Regions from separate parts of the Mus musculus genome. Here region 2 is linked to region 1. A link is a contact called in public promoter capture Hi-C data. All regions are on one chromosome and are shown on one strand. The core of a region is the stretch at or near the end of the contact, and the rest is flanking DNA. Distances in the headings are between cores, read along the strand shown.

Evidence for each region. Promoter capture Hi-C pulls out the DNA fragments that hold promoters and counts their contacts.
Region 2: a contact with region 1 is called in a promoter capture Hi-C map of trophoblast stem cells, with 3 times the contacts expected there. The contact joins the promoter of Nedd1 here to the enhancer-like site in region 1. A contact is called at or near these places in 6 of 39 promoter capture datasets (the 3T3-L1 cell line, embryonic stem cells, frontonasal cranial neural crest and 2 more), 3 of 115 datasets of contacts at active chromatin or transcription factors (embryonic midbrain, neural tube and stem cell-derived neural progenitor cells) and 1 of 9 other capture datasets (embryonic stem cells).

The regions. Positions count from the first base shown.
Region 1 is chr10:92,287,143-92,292,625 of GRCm38.p6, reverse strand. The region is part of intron 2 of Gm20757 (predicted gene, 20757); the gene reads left to right. Among named protein-coding and RNA genes, the nearest start is that of Gm20757, 85 kb to the left of the region's middle. Within about 2 kb of position 3,220, at least 6 of the 459 cell types and tissues checked have an H3K27ac peak or open chromatin away from gene starts, as enhancers often do. A contact at or near this core is called in embryonic stem cells and trophoblast stem cells, where this site is marked.
Region 2 is chr10:92,720,419-92,725,901 of GRCm38.p6, reverse strand. It overlaps Nedd1 (neural precursor cell expressed, developmentally down-regulated gene 1), which reads left to right and starts at 3,484. Exons shown (of 15, transcript NM_008682.2): 1 at 3,484-3,579.

The DNA of each region.
Region 1 (5,483 bases), core at 1,971-4,470:
TGCCTTCTCTCTCCTCTCTTTCAAGACCCTCACGAGTAGGAGGCTGCGTGTCATCTTTTGTTTCTCATTTGCTTACCTCAACTGACCTTACAGACACTTAGAAAATAACCTAGCACAGGTCACGCTGTCTCTTCTCATCAGGGTCACTCAGATGCCGGAGGTATGACTCCTTTATCTACCTGATCAGATCAGATCAGATCAGCTCGCCCCTCCCTTCATCCTTTTCCTTTCCAGAGGAACTTTTTCTTGAAGAAAGTACATGCTGAATCTCGAAACTAACAGGATGGAAGTGCGCCATCACTTTCAAAGTCTCATAGCTTGCATCGCTGTGAGGAGAGAGTGAAGGGTAGAACACCACGTAGCAAAATCATGGGACTTGAGGCTGCGGTGGATACTTCGGTGCAGTGGAACCAAGTGGAGTGCTCAAGGGTGTTTAAGTAAAATAGGGCTGAGTTCAGATTCTCCTCTCTCACCTCCTCTCTAGATGACATGTGCCCGTCCCTTAACTTCTGTGATGGTTGGCTTCCTCCCAGGTAACGATGGAGGTGATTGTAATGCCATAGAACCATGAGGACTCATTTAGGCCATTGATGAGTATTAGCAACGAGCACACTATACGCAGCCAACATTGTAAATCCCCATGCAGCTTGATTTGTGATAGGGCCAGGTCTGGATAAATGCATCTGTAAACTGAAAATTCCGTAAGCTGAAAATGCATGTGTATATGGTGAAATATGCTGAAAATGTATGTGTTAATGGTCCCCCAAACTCAGTGGCTTAGTAATGTCCTCATTTTGCAAATAATGGTGTGGTGAACTGGGAGCCCTAGTTTTCTATGACTACCTAGTGTCCAAACCCAAGATCAGTCTGAATCCTTACAAACTGGACATTATCTGGACTAAGCTTTCTATATTTATATTCTACTTTGCACCTAGTTTGCCTGATTCTCTGTTCTGTTTGAATGAACAATGCTATCAAGTAAGTATTTTGTTTTAGGTACTGATGTAGAATTGTGTGTGTGTGTGTGTGTGTGTGTGTGTGTGTGTGTGTGTGTGTGTGTGTGTGTGTGTGTGTTTGTGTGAGTTTGTTGTTGTTTTGAGACTGGACCTTACTCATCCCCATTGTGCTTGATCCAAAGACAACAGCATGGGCACTCATAAGCTGGGCATTCACCCTCACCAAAGATGAACTTGAGACAGTAGCTTTTGAACTCACGGTCTTAGACCAGTAGTGATTACAGATGTGGATACTCACTGGAATAAGCAAAACAGATATCATATTTATTAAGGCCTGTCAAGAAACAATGAGAAATTAAGGAAAAGGGAGAAACTCCCCAAAGTGGCAAGGATTCCCAAGAAAGAATAAAACCACTGAGTTTCTTTTCTGGAGAGTTTCATAGAGCTGTCACGGAAACTAACAAAGGTTAGGTAATTGCTGAGCTTGCTTAATTCTCTGTGCTATCATGAACTGAGCCAATGGAAGGTTCACATGCTATATGCATGTACTCCTGACTTACCCAAAGATGATCACACATTGTTCATGTACTGCTCACCCAGTCATGAGTCCTTGAAGCCCTCCTGTAACCGCCTATGAATCCTGCTTTGTTTGATGTTGACCTTGACTGTAGGCTAGCTATTAGTTAGTTCTGACTTTACTGCCCTCTGATCTTAAAGGTGTCTCAATTGCTGTTCATTATACTGAACTCTCTTTGTTCTCATTGAGAAGTAGTTATCTTTGTTCTGTGTTAATTCATCATCTTGGAGATGGTCTGGCATCTCTTTTGTAAAACAGGCAGAGGCTTTCTTGAGGTTATCTGCTACAATTAACTAAATTAAGAGCAAGAACGTAAAAGAGTAATAGTGCCTCTCATATATCCCATGGTGTTGTATGGAAGCTGTCCATCAGGCCTATCAACACTGGCCTTGCTTCTCTGAACCTGTCTGTCTGGTTTTCACCTGGTCTGCTTGGGCGGCTCATAGGCAGCCACAAGATTTGTTTCTCATCTGTAGTGTTCTTGATTTGGCTGTTTTCACTCCTACCTTCCTTTGAGCACCAGTGTCCACCTTCACTACAACATATGCAAACAACCTGCAGTCATCTGATGGTCCCTTTTCCATGAGTACCTACAGAGAGCTAAACCTTGCCTCACAATGATGTTACAAGGACCCTTGGTAAGAAAACACAAAGGGTGCTTCAGGGGTGGGGGGTGGGAGGTGAGTTCAGTTTCAAGTACATCCAGATTTTAAAAAGGTCTGAAACTTAGAAGAGCCATAAGTCTAAACTTGGAGATTTAAAACAGAAAGGGATTTATCAGCATGCAAAAGGTAGTCATGAATAAGCATAGTTTATCCGTGAACTCTAAGAAACCCCGTAGGGCTACTGTGAGACTTGATGCTCTACGGGATGCTTCAGAGGGTAAGAGGTCATGGAGAGCCCAGAGAATGGTACTGCACTTACTGAGCAGTGATTTCTAATGCGAAGAACCAACGCTGCCAGATGGAGCAAAGTAACCCAAAGAGATGTAAACATTTCCCCTTAAAAATCTGAACCCATAGAGCTTGCTGGTGCATCATCAGAAGCATCCCAGGAAAACCTTCGTGGTGGCTGAGTCCTACCCGTGTTAGAGCTCCAGTTTCTCAACTGTAGTTCCATTTACCTAGTCTTTTGATCTGGTTGTTTGCTCTCAGCTCTATTTAGTACCCTACTCAGTCTCATATTTAGCTATGAGACTCCAATGTCTTTTCTTTTTACAGTAGCACTCATTCAGCAGCAACTTTGTAAAACCCATTTATTTGGCTAAGCAAGTAACTGAAATCACACAGTCTCAATTCACATACAGCTTTGAGGCCAGTAAGGCTAATAATAAATCTAATATAGAAGGCGAACGATGCTAAGACTTGTGAAATTAAAGCACACCTCATGATGATAGGGCTCCGGAAGGGATTTCAAGGTCAGAAAAGACTTATTTGAGGAAGAAAACATTTGATGGGAAGATTAGAAATTATCTTGGCAAAGGGCAGGTGGTCAGGCTGTGCCACAGAACTCAAGGGACGTCTTCCAGACAGAGGGAGCCAGTTGAACAATTGTCTGCAGGCAAAATAGAACAGGATGCAGTTTCTTAAACAAAGGAAGTCATTTGAATGCGGTGACAGGATTGAGAGAATCACTTAGGAGACACACCTCTGGGCATGTCTGTGAGGACATTTCCAAAGATATCTAACGGAAGATTGAAAAGCCATCCTGAGTGTGGGTGGTCCCACCCTAGGGCTGTGTGCAAAACTGAGCAGAAGAGAAAGGGAGACAAAGCACGAGTGCCAGAATCCATCTCTCTCTGTGTGCTTTCTCTTCAGTGTGACCAGCCAGATTCAGTGGGACACGCAGAATTACACTCTGCCACCACGCCTTTCTACTCTGATGGATTATATCCTCTCTTAAATCAAAAACAGAAGTCAGCCCCTTTTCCCTTCCATCATTTCTGTTGGGGATTTTGTCTCAGCAATGAGCAAAGTAACTAATACAGAGGGAGAGAGAGAAGGACACAAAGTTCATTGGACAGGAAGACATAGTCTGTAGCATGCTGAGCCTTGTTGGGCATATTAATAGTGTGGTTTTTATAACAAATACAGTGGGTGACCGGAAAGGGGTTTTAATCGATCTGTGGGAAGAGAACACCTTATCAGATTTACTCTTTAAAAGTTTCTTCTTGTAGGTCTATGAAGGACTACTAAAGGGAATTGGAAGCAGAACGAAAAGCACCAGGGAGGCCAGCTAAGAGAAGAAGACAGGGAGGAATGAAAAAGGTGGAAAGATTATGTAGAAAGCTGGACTTCAGATTAGGAGGGGTTTAAGGACACTTTGACATCCCAGCAAGGGGTCCTAGTGCACTATACATGTCTTGTAAAGCTTTCAATTGTGGTTAGAGAGATGGCTCAACAGTTAAGAGCACTGACTCCTCTTCCGGAGGTCCTGAGTTCAAATCCAGAAACCACATGGTGGCTCACAACCATCTGGAATGAGATCTGATGCCCTCTTCTGGTGTGTCTGAAGACAGCTGCAGTGTACTTACATATAACAATAAATAAATAAGTAAATAAATAAATAAATAAATCTTAAAAAAAAAGGCTGGAGAGATGGCTCAGCGGTTAAGAGCACCAACTGCTCTTCTAGAGGTCCTGAGTTCAGTTCCCAGCAACCACTTGGTGGCCCACAACCATCAGTAATGAGATATGATGCCCTCTTCTGGTGTGTCTGAAGAGAGCAATGGTGTACTCATATTCATAAAATAAATGAATAAATTAAAAAAATATTTTGAACCCACTTCATACTTCTGGTGTCAATTGCAATTTCTATCCAAATGGTTCCCTTTAGTGAAAAAAATCCTAGTTTATGTCCTCCAGTTTCCTCTCTCAGGCTCAGGGCTGCATCCATTTTAATTGACCTGAAACCAATTAAAATTGGCTGACCCATCCTTTGCCCAATTCCTTTGATCTTATATTGCTGTGTGACCTTGGCTTTTCCTTCTAGTCTTCCTGGCCTTGACTGTTCTTCACCTATAAGTACAGAAATTCATGGATGCGAACATCAGAGTTCTACTCTAGACAAATTAGCATGATATGGTAAAGCCAGAAAATCAGACTTCAAAGTTGGTATTTAGAATGGGCTTATAAATTAGTTATAGTCCATGCAAGACTATTTATATAGATTGAATCACCTACTTACAGGAAGGTCAAAGGAACAATAGAGCAAACATATTAGAGTTGGGAACAATCAGATGAAGTACAGAGTATAGAATGTTCTTGAAGGCATTGAGTTGGGTTCCTTAAATAGTCAATATCAACAAAGGAAGAGATATCTGATTATACTCTGGTTTGGGTTCTAAGAGGTATGCATTGGATTATTGAAGACCTTTAAATGTGTGTTAGTGGATCATTATGGGATTGCTTCTATTGCACGGGACATGTAGGACATTATTTCTCAGGTGCATCTTTCTAAAGTATTAAGGTAAATCTAGGCAATGTATGTAGCTTTGTGATGCTTTAAGAGAAATATAGTTATAAATATTTGACATGTATAAATTGTGCACATACTTAGCAAATACATTTTCATTGCCCAATTCTCTCTCTCTCTCTCTCTCTCTCTCTCTCTCTCTCTCTCTCTGTGTGTGTGTGTGTGTGTGTGTATGCATGCTTATCTATCACGTCTGCTGTTGCCTTCCTTTGTTATTGAACTCCATTCCATTTTTAAAACACTGAATCTGGAGTTTTCAATTTTGGTTAGCTAGGCTGGCCAATGAGGCCCTAGAATCCTTACAAGTATACACTGCCATCCTTGTCTTTTACATGAGTGTTGAGCATCTGAACTTAGGTCCCCATGCTATTACAGCAAGCACTTTACCCACTGAGCCATTGACCTGGTCTCATAAGGTTAAGCAGTCAGGTGATACCCAAAATTGAACATAAACAATTAACCTCTAGCATTGCCTT
Region 2 (5,483 bases), core at 2,235-4,734, 430 kb before region 1:
TGATCTAGGATTGTCTAGGACTTACAGTTGTTTAATTCTCAGATGTTTGGAACTTCTCTAGTCTAGTTCTATGATTAGAACTAGGCACTAGAAGATGTGAGGAGCTGAAAGGCCAGGAAAAATTCAGACCCCCTTGCACTGAGAATGTAGGTTAGCCAGTTCAGTGACTCTGTTCCAGGAACTCGACAACCACAAAAGTTAGATTAAAATCTTGATAACAATCTTGAGAAGCAGGGAGTTTCTCCTTGTGATTTTTAGTACCCCCGTGTGATTTTTCACTGGTATGTTTGGCATTTTCTAATAATGCCCTCCTTACCCCCTTGGGTTGTGTATTTTTCCTTTAAATAACCCCTTTCCCAGCTACTCGGGGTCCACAGTCCTCTACCCCTGCATGGTGTATGACTGAGGGCCCCTGAGCGCTCCTGGAATAAAAAGTCCTCTTGCGGTTTGCATCAAGGCCGTTTCTTGTGAGTGATTTGGGGTGTTGCCTCTCCTGTGTCAGAACATGGGGGAGTCCTCACTTGTGGGTCTTTCACTAGTTTCTTTATTATATTCTATTTATGTTTAGCATTTTTAGGATTAGAAAACCTGGTCTGTAAGACACATTCTTTTCAAAACCTATTACAACTTGCTTCATTTTTCATCCTTTTGTTTACAGATATGTTGCTGAAGAGAATGGTAATCTTGCAATAGTTGGGGGAGGGTAGAGTCCTCTGTGAATGCAGATATTTGGAAGTATCCCAACTTTCTACATTACTCCTGTGGTTCCCCCTCCCCCAGATAAGAATGAATTCTGTTGAAATTTTCAACAGGAATGGCGGATATGCCCCTGTGATGGCTATCGGTTGTCAACTTGACTATATCTGGAATGAACTAAAAACTGAAGCCATTGGGGCACATCTATGAGGGATCTTTTGAAGTAGGGAGACCCACCCACCTTTAAATCCAGATCACTTGAGGTCACAAGACCACCTTAAATCAGAATCACTAGATCTCAGAGGACACACCCTAAATCTGGGCCACACCTTCTCCTGGAAGCCCAGGAAAGGAACAAGCTTGTTGTTTAAGCAGACAAATGCTTTTGCTCTTTGCCTGCTTGCCCTCACTCTACTGGCAAGTTCATTCCTTCACTAGTAGTAGAGCCTGCTTCTTCAGGATTCTGACATATATTCAAGACTGGCTGAAACATCAAGCAGTATGTACTAAACAGCTACTGAATTCTGGGACTTTCCATTGTCAGATTAGCTGGACTATGGCCTGTGTCTTAGTCAGGGTTTCTATTCCTGCATAAACATCATGACCAAGAAGCAAGTTGGGGAGGAAAGGGTTTATTCGGCTTACACTTCCATACTGCTAATTCATCACCAAGGAAGTCAGGACTGGAACTCAAGCAGGTTAGGAAGCTGGAGCTGATGCAGAGGCCATGGAGGGATGTTCCTTACTGGCTTGCTTCCCCTGGCTTGCTCAACCTGCTCTCTTATAGAACCAAAACTACCAGCTCAGAGATGGTCTCACCCAAAAGGGGCCTTTCCCCCTTGATCACTAATTGAGAAAATGCCTTACAGCTGGATCTCGTGGAGGCACTTCCCCAACTGAAGCTCCTTTCTCTGTGATAACTCCAGCCTGTGTCAAGTTGACACAAAACTAGCCAGTGCAGCCTATAAGCCACTCAAATAAGATTTTCTATAAATATCGTCAGTTCTGTTCCTGTAAGAGCCCTTGCTAAAAACAAAACAAAACAAAACAAAAAACAAAACAAAACAAAACAAAACAAAACAACTTTTGTTTTCAGTTAATGTCTTGCATTAAACTCATACCAATACTTCTGCCCCAGTTTCCTGGGTGTTGGGATTACTAGAGTGAGCTATTGTGCCCAGTTTATTTACTTTTATTGTTATGAAACATCTCACTTTTAATGCAGGAATAGTCTTAGTGTCTACCTTTTCCCCCCACCACATAATCCAGTCTTAAGCTTTCTTGCTGGTTTCAGTGTTAGAGAGTTGTGTTTTCTGCTTCAAGCATTCTTTTCTTCATGTGTTCCAGTTCTCCCTACTTAGATCTCAGCATTTTAGGCCAAATTCCAGGAAAAAAAATCAGCTAATAACACCAAAAGCAGCTGCAGATTACACAAGGCATATACTGCTTGCTCCCCGTCTTCATTTTATGGTTGTTCCTCACCAGCTTCCAGAAGCTGGAGAGACTTCTTTTTCTCCTAGGGGAGGTGGGGATTGGCACTTCTTAGGTTTCCAGTTGTTTTTGATATGGGTTCAGATAACTGGGACATTATGTATCCAGTTGAGAAACACATCCGGTGTGCACCTGGGACAAAGGAGCAACACTTTCCATAGGAACATGCTATCAGTGATGGAAGTAAGAACTCTCAACAGAGCAATCTTTTAGCAGGAATGTTGGGAAAACTCAGTTCATTGGCCCCTTTCTACCATGAAATACATTTCCTTCAAAAACAAAAAAACCAAAAAACCACTGAGTTGGTGTTCATGTACCTGAACAGCAGCATGTGAAGCTGCGGATGTGAAGATGGCTAGCTCAGAGGCTGAAGTCACTACTGGGTTTGTTCTCAGGGTTAGGGTTCGTTTTGGGTTAGATGTTCCTCTCCTCTGCTTTCCTCCTTTTCCCTCCCACCCCTTCCTTTCTCTTCCCCTCCTTTCCTTCTCCCACTCCTGCCACAATTTCCTCTCCATTCCCTCCCCTCTTTGAAACTGAGTTTCTTTGTATAACCGTCCTGGAACTCGTTCAGTAGACCAGGATGGATTTGAACTCACAGAGATCCCATTGCCTTTGCCTCCTGAGTGCTAGGATTAAAGGCTTGTACCACCACACCCCTTTGAAGTTAGATGTTTAACCTGCAGCTTTTCTTGGCTTCCTCTCAAGTAATCCTCTCCTAAACCAACCATGTTAATTGCCTTTATTATGAGCGTTCTTCTTTGTGATAACTGTGACACCTTTTTTTGTGGGAACTGAGAGTTGCCCGTGAATTCCCCATCTTTTATTCTTCTGTTTTGTTTTGTTCAAGACAGAGGTTCTCTGTGTAGTCCCTGGCTGTCCCGGAACTCACTCTGTAGACCAGGCTGGCTTAGAACTCAGCAGTCTGCCTGCTTCTGCCTCCCTAGTGCTGGGATTAAAGGTGTGCACCGCCACTGCCTGGCATTTTATTCTTGCCTTCCCTTTCCCTACAGAAGTGTTAATATTAACTTCCTAACTAGACTGTAATCTCCAGCAGGCTAGGGAACCTGCGTGTTGACTGACCTCTTGTCCCTTCAAGCTAAACACAGTAAGTGCACACCCACAGCCTAACTCAGCGCCTGGCACACAGTAGCCAGCAAACAAATGAGTGATAAAGGAGCAGTAGCTACAGGCTAGGATATCTTCCTCTGCACCGCCCCAGGGTGGGAGGCCACCCAGCACCCCCGCGGGCTGAGCGCTCGGGGCACCGCCTTTCCCGTGACGTCATGCGAGGCGGGACTTCCGGCCGCCCAAGTTTAACAGTCCAGGCGGGAGCCGGAAGCGCAGCGAGGAACGGGTGGAGCTGGGCCTCCCCTGTGGCCCCACGCTTGAGAGGTGAGGTTCCGCCTGACAGGGAGGCTCTGTGAGCGCGGTGGCCTTGGGCCGGGGACCCCCGAGGTCAGCCTCTTCGGTCCTGCGTTGGGCGGCAGCGGGCGCGCGCGCGCGCTGGAAAGTGGCCGGGGACCGGGCAGGACAGGACAGGACAGGACCGGGTCGCGGGCCCCGGATTTAAGGGCCAAGCTGCCCCGAGCGGCTCGTCCACCCCGACTCCCGGGTCTGGCTCGCCCGTAGCTGCTGAGCGCAGGCGCCCTGGGCTAGGGGTGCAACTCCCGAGAACTCTTCTTGAGCAGAGAGTGCAGTTGGTCGCTGTCGCTCTTCTTTCCCGGGATCCTCTCCCGGGGACTGATGTCAGAGCCCAGAAGCCAAGCGAAGGGACTGTGAGAGGTCTCCGTGAAGTCAGCCTCACTGAAGCTGTGTGGGTCGCTTAACTCTTCTGAAGAGCCTTGATCCACTCATTGCACCACACTGCACAGTAGGCTCCTTGTGTGGGGTTAGGGTAGCAGCAGCTTGCAGCTGTTTACTGTTCTTCAGAGTTCAACTTTTCTACCCTGTGTTTTTCCATGGGCCGGGGAACAAGGGGCATTGAGTAAGTGTTTTAGTCACCAAATAGAAACATTGTCTACAATTCAACAGGTGACTCTGCAAGTTTTTAGCCTCACCTACTAGGGGTCCCTTCTAACTCAGAACCACCCCACACACTACTGTATCCAAAAATATGCACAACAAATAACTGTTTTAATCCTTTCCATAAACTTTATTTATTTATTTATTTTTCCTCTTGAGACTCAATGATTTCTGCCTTATGCTTTTTAGTTTGTCCTCTGGAACCCAGATATGTATGATGCTTTTGTTGATGATGTGGGGGCGTGTCTTTGACCACTGTTGGCCTTTAACCTTGGTTAAATTCAGCCCCCTATGTCACCAGATGGAATCAATTCAGTGTGTTGTAGCTGCCGTAGCATCCCTTAAAAAAAAAAAAAAAAAAAAAAAGTAGGGCGTGGTGGCGCACACCTTTAATCCCAGCACTCGGGAGGCAGAGGCAGGCGGATTTCTGAGTTCAAGGCCAGCCTGGTCTACAGAGTGAGTTCCAGGACAGGCAGGACTATACAGAGAAATCCTGTCTCAAAAAACCAAAAAAAAAAAAAAAAAAGTAACCACTTTTTATTAGACTTCAAGTATCAATGAAACTGTGTTGACCTATAAAAAGAAACATATTTTGTGTGGCTACCATGGATTAAACACACACACACACACACACACACACACAGGAACACTATGGATTAAACACACACACACACACACACACACACACACACACACACACACACACAGGAATTAAAAACTAGCATCTGCTTGTGCCTTAGTTTTCTCCATTGATTTTATTTCTATCTAAACAAATATCGGTTGCAACCCACTTCATTCAAACTCATTGTTAATATATCTAATGTCTTCAGACAGGCAATAGGATAAATTGAATTACCAAGTTTGTTAATTGGATAGTAGTATAGTACTCTTTTTTGTTGCTGTTTTTGTTTGTTTGTTTTGTTTCTGAGATAGGGGTTTTCTGTGTAGCCCTGGCTGTCTGGAACTAGCTCCACAGACTAGGCTGGCCTCAAACTCACAGATCCACCTGCCTCTGCCTGGGATTAAAGGCGTGCACCACCACCACTGCCGGCCCTGTAATAATAGTACCATGGTACCACCCATACTGAGTGTGAGAGCATATTTCTCTGCCTTTTCTCTCCTCTGTATGTTTAAATACACCGTCTTTCACAGTACTGCTGCCCTTCAGAGTGCTTGGAGCAGCCTCTCTGCTTTCTGTCTAGACTGCCTTGGCTTGTGGCATCATTCTGTCAGATTTATGTGCTGGGAACATCACACTGAATAAAAAGTCAGAG